Regions from separate parts of the Anser cygnoides genome. Here region 2 is linked to region 1. The links are chromatin contacts, called in public Hi-C maps. All regions are on one chromosome and are shown on one strand. The core of a region is the stretch at or near the end of the contact, and the rest is flanking DNA. Distances in the headings are between cores, read along the strand shown. Region 1 holds the start of CALM1 (calmodulin 1). Region 2 overlaps LOC106036716 (a long non-coding RNA gene).

Region 1 (4,678 bases), core at 2,080-4,579:
TAATAACAGCCTCCCAGCTGAGCATTACATCCAATCTCAAACTTGGGTCTGTTCTCACATCCTTTTTCCAAGGGCAGATGCCTGTGAATTGTTTTTATTTTGATTTTTGTTCAACTATCTATGAGAAAACAAATTATATGTGTGAACCCACTTTCTTCAGTACTTATGTTAACTAACCAAGGCTGAAAAACACTCCTTACATGTAAGTGGTAAGGTTTATTATATTTATGAGTTCCTAATAGAGTTCTTTCTCCTATCTTAGGCTACTCCCAAAGAACGGACATATACATCTCCACAGAAACAGAGACCAACAGAGACCTTAAGGTCATGTTAAGACAAATTTCTGAGGTGTAATACTTGGTAGAATGGTTGCAAGTCTTTGACTGGGCCTAATAAATTTGTAAACTAATCTTTTGTTAATGTTACAGCTTAAACACAAGTTGACAAAAACATGCTTAGTGATACAGAGTAAATTTGTTTAGAACAGTAAACCTTAACCAGTCAGAAACACTCGGTTAGAAATTCATCTTAATAGCTACTGCCTAGCCCTCTGCTCATAGAAAAACTCGGTAGCAACGGGATGGCCAACTCGTACGGTTTTAGGCACAACTACCGAGTAATTCCATGGCCGAGTCCAGCTCCCACTGAGATCCAGGAGATTTTGAATGAGACATTGTATAAGTACCTGGCAAACCATTTGACACTGTATGTCATTGGAATGACAGGGGCATTTCTTGCCTGCTCACAACTCAATGTAAATTTTAAGTGAACAAAGAATACCGATAAAACTCGAGCTGTACAACTGAGTGAAAGCAAGCTTACAAAGAGCAGGCAGATGCCAGTTTAGATGAGGTTTTCCACATTAAATAAGCAGAAAAAACTTCAGTGTTCCATTTTGTTTACATTTATCATTACCATATGTCAAATCAGGAAAAAAAATCCCCTTAGTCAGAATGTTATTTTGGAGTAGTAGCTGTGAAATACTTTCAAATCCAGAATGACGCAATTTAACAGAAACTACTGCAAAACCTATCTGTGGTATCTCATTTGGTCATCTTGAAATTTTTCTGAAATAAAGTGAGACTATATTGCAAGATACTCAAAAGGCAATTTTATTTTAAAATTCCATTTATATAGAAAAATGATTTATTAGTGTAAACCAGTAAGAATTAGCAATAGTAGTCACACCCACCCACCAAAACAACAATTAAAAGAAAGAAATAGGAAAAAGCCTATAGCAAACCTTCTACTCAAAGGTCCCGTTAATCTTTGGCAGCCTTCGCTGAGCGCGACCATGAGGCTTTTTAACTCACATTTCCAAGTCTCTTCACATAGGTACAAACATTGTAATGTTGGTACTTTGTAAAAGAATCTCCATGAAGTTTAGTTACGTGTCTCATAGTCTCTCCTCAACAGATATAATCTAATCCCTTCACTTTTTAACAAGTGAAGGCTTTGTATCAACGGAAGAATGTATTACATGTACTGGAAAATAAGCACCCACATTCTAAATTGTCGCATTGAAGTGTTGGTGAGATTATTCTCCTGGTAATACCTTCAGCCTTCCACATTAGAAACATTTTGGCCAAAGACCATGAGATTGCATTAGCTATTTATCTTTGTGAGATAACTGTATAAATTTGTTAGCCCAATATTTGTATAGAGCTCTCATTTCAATAATGAGATCTTCACTTGTGTGAGGCCAGCGCAATGAAGTGAATGATTTGCACATGAACATTCTTCAGACATCCCCGTGAGACTCAGGGAGTTCCAAGATTCACTTATCCAAGCAAAAGCTCTTGTAGCCCACATCAATCAAGCATTGTGTCATGTTTTCTGGAAAGAAATTAAGCTGAGAAAATAAGAGCTTAAAATTGTTGGTCTGGTTTGAAAACAAAAGATCGATTTGCATGTTCTTCTATGGAAAAAAAAAAAGAAATTCAACCTCACTGCTTTGTATTTAAATATATATACGTTTAATATAGGAGGCGAGGCATTCTGCAGCTAAAATGGAAGCTGTCCCTAAACCTATCATTTGCAGACCAGCCAGCTGCAAATCGGTCTTCTGACACCATTTCAGACACTACTTCTTACACAAATGTTAAAACAGTTTTGGGACCCAACTATGACATGTGGAATAAGCTATAGCTCGCTATGAGAAGTATTTCTAGATTGGAAATAGATGATAGTTGTGTTTGCCAACCTATCTTTGTGTTCCACCACGGCAAGCAAATGAATTTTAACTTCACTGGTACAGCTACTGAAATGGTTAAATAAACAGAACCTAACCCATTTGGCTTTTATTTCAAAGGCTGAAAGTATGCAAAATTTTTCAAAAATGGAAGAATAGAAAAATGCATTTTAGAAGATTTAGTGCTACACTGCAGTAAGATCATCAGAATTACGACCACAACGGAAATACCGCTAACCTTCCAATCCGGAGAGGCCCAAATTACAACCTTAACTAAAAATACCATGAGCTGCAAGGAAGCTCAGCATCTAAGGGTTCCTGTCACAAACGGAAGCAAAATTCTTGGTCCTAGCGTAGGTCCATGTTTGTATGCTTCTGTACCTGTTAAAAAAGGTACAACGTGGACGCTACGGTATTTACCTGGGTTATCATCGGTTGGTGGCCTAAATCCCCAAAGCCTGGGAGGCAGAGGAGGAACGAAGGAGGAACGAAGGAGGAACATCAGGCCGTGTGCTTGCTGCCCCTCACTTGGGGACTACAGCGGCTGTGCTGAGAAGGGGCCGAAGTGACACGTCAGTCGTAGACCTCCTGATTCTGGACTGAATTTTACCGTGAGCTACATTTTGGCGCTTGATAAAAGCCCTAAAGATTAAAGATTAAAGGCAAGGGTGGTCACTTCAGAGCCCCACACCACCTCTCCGGCCTCTGCCGTGCCCCCCTGCTCGCCCAGGTTTCCCCGAAAAACACGCTTGGGCAACGCACCCCCGGCACCCAGCTGCTGCCCCCGGGGATGGGGAAAACGGGGAAAAACGGGGAAAAACGGCCCCGAGCCGCCGGGACCCCCGGGGGGCGACGGGCAGGGAAGGGGGCTCGGGGTCCGCGGGCTGCCCGCAAAATGGCCCCGGGGCAGCGCGGGCAGGGCCCCCGCAGCGGGGCCGCTCCCTCCGCTCTTACCTCAGGGGCGTGAGGGGTGCGGGGACGGGGCGGGGGGGGGGGGGGAGGGTCTGGGGGCGCCCCCTCCGTGCCCCGTCTCCCGCAGCGGGCGGGCGGGGCGGGGAGGGGCGGGCGGCGGAGGGGGCAGGGCCGCTCGCCGCAGTCACCCTCACACAGAGCGCGCCGGGGAGGGGAGAAAAAGGCCCCGCTCCGGCGGAGGGATACAGCGCTCCATATATAGCGGCACGGCGCAGCCTCGCACCCCCAGCACTCCTCGCCGCCGCCGCGCCGGGCAGCAGCAGCAGCTGCAGGAGGAGCAGTAGCGGGAGGCAGCAGCAGCAGCAGGAGGCAGCAGCCGCCGCCGCTCGTGGTCGCGCAGTTCGTGCCGCCGCCGCCGCGCCATGGTAGGTAGCGCGGCCGCCCGCAGCACCGGGGGCTGGCTGAGGAGAGGGGCGGCCGAGCCGGGCTGTCCCCGGGGAGGGCTGCGGCGCGGGGGCGGTGGGAGGCCGCAGAGCTAACGGCCGTGCCGGGCACCCCTTCCCTCTCTTCCCTTCCCCCCCCCCCTTCCCTTCTCCCTCCCGCCGCTTCCTTCTCCCCCGCGGCGCCGCCCGCCCCGCCTCGCCCTCCGGAAAGGGCCGGGAGCCGCTCCCCGGGGCCGCGGCTCTGCCCCGCTGCGCCCCGGCCGCAGTGCGCACCGAGCCGGGGGGGGGGGGGGAGACCGCGCTGCGGCTGCTGCGCCCTCAGCCCCCCCCTCCCCCCCCATTCCTCCCCGGTACCGTCCCCAAAAACGCAGCCGGGCTGCCCGCATTACATCATGTCTCCTCCTCTTCCTCCCTGCCTCCCGCCGCCTGGCCCCCGGCCGCGGGGGTTGGGGGGGCAGCCGAGCCTCTCTCCCCCCACCCCCCTCCAGCCCCCGGGGGTAGGGGATGGGGGGTGGGGGGGATAGGGGAAGGGGATGGGGGTTGGGGCAGGGGGAGCCGCTGCCTTCCCCGCCCGGGGGAGGGAGGGGAGGGGAAGGGGAGGGGAAGGAAGCGGGGCCGCAGTGCAGCACTGACCGCCGGGCAGGGCGCCTGTTGCGCCCGCCGCTGCCCGCCTGCCCCCACAGCCCCGGGGATGGCAGCCTGGGGCTGGGGGGCTTCGGGGGCAGCCCCCCGCCGAGGAGGGAAGGGTTGGGATTTCTTTTTTTTAATTATTTTTTTTTTTTGGAGGGGGGGAGCAGGCTGCCCTCCAATCGCTTTCTGGCCATCTGGGTGTCGCTCCGTGCTGCCTGTCGGTCTCCCCTCCCCGCCGGGGCAGGCTGACACCACCGGGACACGGTTTGGTGGCGGGCCGGGGTGGCAGCCCCAGCCCCAGGCACCTTTGTCCCCCAGCACAGCGCTGGCGGCCGCCTGCGGCGAGCCGAGCCCCGAGGACAGCCCCGGCGCTGCCGTGTCTTGGTGTGACGCCGCTTTTCGGAGGCATCCGGAGCCCCGAGACACGGGGCAGAAAGCTGGTGCTGCTGGTTGGGGTTTTTGCCGAGGCGTGGCACCGTTTCCTGTTCTGCAGGGCATTTGG
Region 2 (4,970 bases), core at 898-3,397, 110 kb after region 1:
CCCAGGGTCTAGCAACCCTCGAATGGGGACCTAGGGCAGGAGAGAGGAAGGAAAAGGATGGCGTTTGTGGATGCAGTTGGAAACTGAACGGGATTAGCGACAAGATGTGATGTTGCATTGGGGTAAAGCTCTGGCTATCAAGAAGCCCTGGGTTTATAGACTTTATTGGGATCATGTGACATGACCCAAGGGACTTCACATAGAAAACTGAGAGGTGTTTCTCTTTTCCTCCTATTGCTTCTGCGAGCCCATTCTTTGCATTCACCACTATGAAGAAGTTAGTTAATCAATGGCATGCAGCAGAAATGACTGCAGTGAGTAATAAATGGTGGGTCCGTGCTGTAAAAATGCTTGCTGCAACAAGAAAGAAGTGTTTCTGCAGAGAAGCCTGGTGCCAAGGACAAGATCAGGAAGGACACAACAGCAGAGGGGAAGGCCTGCTGCTTGATGCTGTCTCCCCCTGACCTGAAGCCCTGGTGGCAGAAATGTGGCCTGCAGGAGCCAGTCTTGGGCAATGGGTGCTGCAGATTGAGCCCCACTGACAGGACGCTGAGATTTCTGTACACTAGAATGGCTTGGAAACCACACGAACAGATGATGGACACTGTGACAGTACTCCAGTGTGAAGGAGCAGGAGTGGCGGGGATTGCTCTTCCTGCAGAATGTTTCAAAGCAATATTTCTGTGGATGCCTGAGCATAGATTGTATGGTATTTTCTTCCTTGCAATGAAGGACAGACAGTTTGACTAAAAATAAAATCCAAATTCAGCCCAGAGTGGATTCCTCCAGAATATTGCTTTTGGCCAAACTGCTCTGAATTGGACAACAACGTCTGGAAAAGCTTCTGTGTCCCTTGACTGGCTGGAGAAAAAACTGTGATCTTGGCAAATATCCCAGCTCTCTGCAAAGTGCAGAATGCTTCTCTCCTTTTTGACCTCATTGCTGTTGGACTCTTATGCCAGCCAGAGTTTAGGAGCTTTCCATTTATTGCAACAAACTGAAAATGGCTGGCAGCTAAGTTCAACAGATGCAGGAATAAGGTGGTTTATTCTTTCTCCAGAAAGGCACAAAAAAGAGGCATCGTCCAGCCAAGCATTGACCAGAAAAGGTACGAAGCAGAGCAGATTTCATCAGCTCTAGCTCACAGAAACTACCCTTCCTAGGAGGAAAAACATCATTCTGTACCATATAATTCTTCTTTCAGTTCTGCAGGTCAAGAGACCTGTCTGCAAAGTGCCTTGTACCCACTGGACTGCTGTAGGAACTGTTAGTAATAACACGTCGCCTAATTTGCTCTTCCAGGGAACTCTCTTCCCCCAGTTTGAAGCACTGGAGTTAGTCATCATTAATTTATTAGCCCACTCTCCCATGACGTAGTATGCAAGTACATTTTTAACTACCATTGTAGTACTTCATGGCATTTCTTCCATCGAAAGGCAGAGGAGAAACATCTGTTTTGTAGGGAAGTGCAAGTGTGGGTGCCCATCTTCTAGCATGGCCTTGTAGCTGATGGAGACTGATGTGCCAAGACACTCTGCAGTTATTCACGAGCAAAATTTGCCCAGTTTCTACCTGCCTCTTACCTGTGTCCTGAGAAGTGTGAGAATATGATTACCTTGCTCCCAGCCCAAAGGGGTGAATCACAGCACCACCTTCTTGCAGAGAGACTTGCCCAGAGCTGATCACTCATCGCCAAAATCAAGTCCATGAAGCGGGATGGCCTCTTCGCTCCACCTCCTAGCAGCCCTCAGGCTTCGAGCAGGTGCAGTCCCTGCCTTGTTTCTGGCCTAGTCAGAGACCTGCTGAGGGCAATCCAAAGTATGGGTACTCCAAATTAGGCAGGCCTTTCACTATATTCTAGGGGGTGTTGGATTATACAGATCACAAGCCTACACCTAAATAAATTGGAGAACCTTTTTCACATCAGAATGACTATCTAATTTGTTTGATGTAGACACCCCTTTATTATCCCTCAGCACTACTTGATCCTACATGTGTTTATCCACTTAGATATACATGATATACAGGCTTTTTTTTTTTTTTTTTTAATTTATATTTGATTTTGGGAAGGAACGAGATGAGCTCCAAGTAACAGAATGTGATAGCTCTGGAATATTACACAGCATTAATCTCAGAAGTGAGTGGGAGCAAGACACTGAGGAATGCACAGCCTGAGAAAACTGGGGAGGCTCAGTAAGTAGCAGGAGGAGATAAAAGCAGACAGCTTGGGAAGATATTTGGAAAAGAAATATTGGTATAAAGAAGACAGACAGGAGAGAGACAACCCAGGCCGCTTCCCGGGCAAACCTTTCAGTGAGTGCCTGCAGCTCTGTGCTGCTGGATGTGGAATTGTTTTATGGATTTCTCTTGTTTCCAGGGTCTTGGAAAACTATTGTCTAGTGCATGACCTCATGGGAAGTGCAACTGTTCAACATAGTGAGCACATCCAAGAAAAAAAAAAGAAAGAAAAGCCAAAAATTAAATTTGGTGGTTAATTTGTCCTATTTTTATCTTTTCTGTGAGTTATCTGGAGATGCATGCAACTTATTTTTGGAAGATTTAGGAAGCAGAGGGTGTTACCAGCTATTGCAGCATATATATATATACACACATTATATATATTTATGCTGCATTTTTTGTGACAGATAATGAGCTGCAAAAGATACCTATAGAGGCAGCATCATTAAGGGAGATTGCTTTTAGACAGTTGCATTAAAGATTTCTCAAGTAAAAGCTGAAGTAACTGTTTCGCTATTGTTAAAGAGAGACGCATGGAGTGAAGGACGGAGAGCACGCTTGGTTCTGTGGCGAGGGGTCATGGGCTGTAAAAAGGCTCAGAAATTAAGGAATTGGGCTGCAGCTGTTTATGTGGTTTGCATTTCCAATCCCTCCCATAAGAAACTGCATGGCTGCACTCTATCATTTGCAAGGATCACTGTAGATCTGGCAGGGCCTTGCCAGCAGGATTGCTGTCTCCAGGGGTTTGCCTCTATACAGCCTGTGGCTGTCTTCAGTCTCTCCTTTGTGCCTTATTGTGCAGACACAAAGAACTCAATTTTGATTTTCTCTGAAACACTTTGTCTTACTGACTTCTACTCAGTTGCTCCTGTTGGATAGCTAAAGCTGTTCTTAACTAAACTGCATCTACATCTGATGTATACAGGCTCCCTCTTTCTTCTAACTGTATTTAATTCTAAGGGCTTGTTAGCTCCCCAGAATATTTTATTTTTTCCTGTTCAAAACAGGAAATTGGCCCAGGTGCCATTCCCTTGCACTAGCAGTAGTTTTGCTGAGTGTCAGTGAGAGGCAGGTACAGCAACATCAGGGTCCTGGAGGTAAAGTTGTGCCAAAATATCATAGCCGAGGGATTTGCACTGCATTTAGCCAGGAGGTTATTGTCTGCCTATGCTCAGACACTAATTGCTGACGAGACTATGTGTATGTAACACATCTTGTTTCTAATCATGTAAACAAGTATTTTCCTGGCCTTGGAACTGGCAGCCAAAATGTGATTAAAATTCAGTGAGTTTCCTCCTCTCCCTGGTAGTAAGCATTCCCACTGAGTCAATGAAGGCAGCTGCGCTGGCCAGGGCTGTGACCCAAGCTGTAGCCTGAACAATAAATTCTGCGAAGGAAGAAGGACAAACCTCTGGGAATTGCCTGTTTCCTTAGAAGATCTGAGGAGCCTGTTGCTTGGAGGACCTCACTGCATCTCTTGAACAAGGAAAAGGCAGTGCTGCCCCACAATGGACGAAAGGGATGCGGTATCCTGAGGTATCTTTCAGCATCAGATATCCAGCTTCAGGGGAGGATAGGCTCAAAAGAGGCAGATATGTCTTTGCTGATCTTGTCTGCACCCACTTAAATCTGCGCTTCAGGGCTCCTGTTGATCACCTGCAGAGTCAAGGAGGAATTGCTCAGCTGACGGATACAGACCTTGAATATGGGGATGTTTGTTTCTCTCACTGTTATTCCTGCCTTGCAGTGACACAAAAGATTGTGGCATCAGCAAGTGATGGCACACAGAGAAGCTGGGTTGTGTCCCCAGAAGTGCTGTCAGTGGAGCCTGGGGACTTTTAATGATGTGCAGAAGGAATTATATTTTTTCCAGTCTAGTTTGATGAAAACCACTATATAGCTATTTTTTTCTTTCCTTTCCTTTTTCTTCTTTCAGTAGCTTGGGGGGTTCTTTAACTTCCTGTGATCAGCTGGGAATTGCTGTGAACAAGCCCTGTGCTGCCACAAAGGACCTGAATATTGGCAAGGCCCATGGGGCTCCCCTGCTGTCTTCCTGTGTGGAGTACAGTTTTTGACTTTTACCAGCCTCCTGTGGACTTGGGAAGTGAGGAATGGATGTCTCCACGTCCCCTTGCTGGTCTCTTAACTGGTTTCAGCCGGCTGAGGGGTCCAAGCTCATATCCTGGGTGGATGCTAATTTATTCAGGAGGGCTTGCTCCTTTGGCAGATGTTATGCATTTCACTACATCAGAGATTCAGCTGTCAGCAGAGAGGGCAACATGCATATTCAGGGTCTCCTTTAATGTCAGCCATAGCAGAAAGTGCCTGCCACTCAGCAGTAACAGCTTGAAATGCTGTGGGGCTATCGGTGCGATGCTGTGCAAGTGGAGATCTCCCTCGTAGGCCTCTTGAATCTCACTCCATTTATTAGAAGGGGCGATTACTCAGATTTCTGTTCTGGGAGACTATTAACTAGCAAGCTAGACAGTGAATTTAAAGTCCACTAGGTACAGCACACTTGTACCCTACAGGGATAATGAAATGTAAGCCTTTCTTTTGAAAGTGTCTTAATGCACTTCTATTCCTTGCTCAGTGATTGCCAGTAAGCCTGTTCCCATGGCCAGCACACCGCGGTGAGGACATGGTGAATTTAGTCTGGTTACTGTGCCTTGGCTCCCTCAGGTAGTTATCTATGGAAATGCAAAATTTTAGGTAACAGTCTGACTTATTTT

The links. A called contact is a pair of places that touch in the nucleus more often than the background predicts.
Region 2: a Hi-C map of liver shows a contact between it and region 1, with 3 times the contacts expected there. The contact joins the enhancer-like site here to the promoter of CALM1 in region 1. A contact is called at or near these places in 3 of 7 Hi-C or Micro-C datasets (granulosa cells and liver).

Annotation. Positions count from the first base shown.
Region 1 is chr5:49,196,014-49,200,691 of Taihu_goose_T2T_genome, forward strand. CALM1 (calmodulin 1) reads left to right here and starts at 3,330. Exons shown (of 6, transcript XM_066998254.1): 1 at 3,330-3,528. The coding sequence starts at 3,526. It overlaps LOC136790964 (a long non-coding RNA gene), which reads right to left and starts at 3,224. Exons shown (of 2, transcript XR_010831966.1): 1 at 3,146-3,224; 2 at 2,612-2,833.
Region 2 is chr5:49,310,739-49,315,708 of Taihu_goose_T2T_genome, forward strand. All of the region lies in intron 3 of LOC106036716 (a long non-coding RNA gene), which reads left to right. Among named protein-coding and RNA genes, the nearest start is that of CALM1, 110 kb to the left of the region's middle. Within about 2 kb of position 2,148, at least 1 of the 3 cell types and tissues checked has open chromatin away from gene starts, as enhancers often do.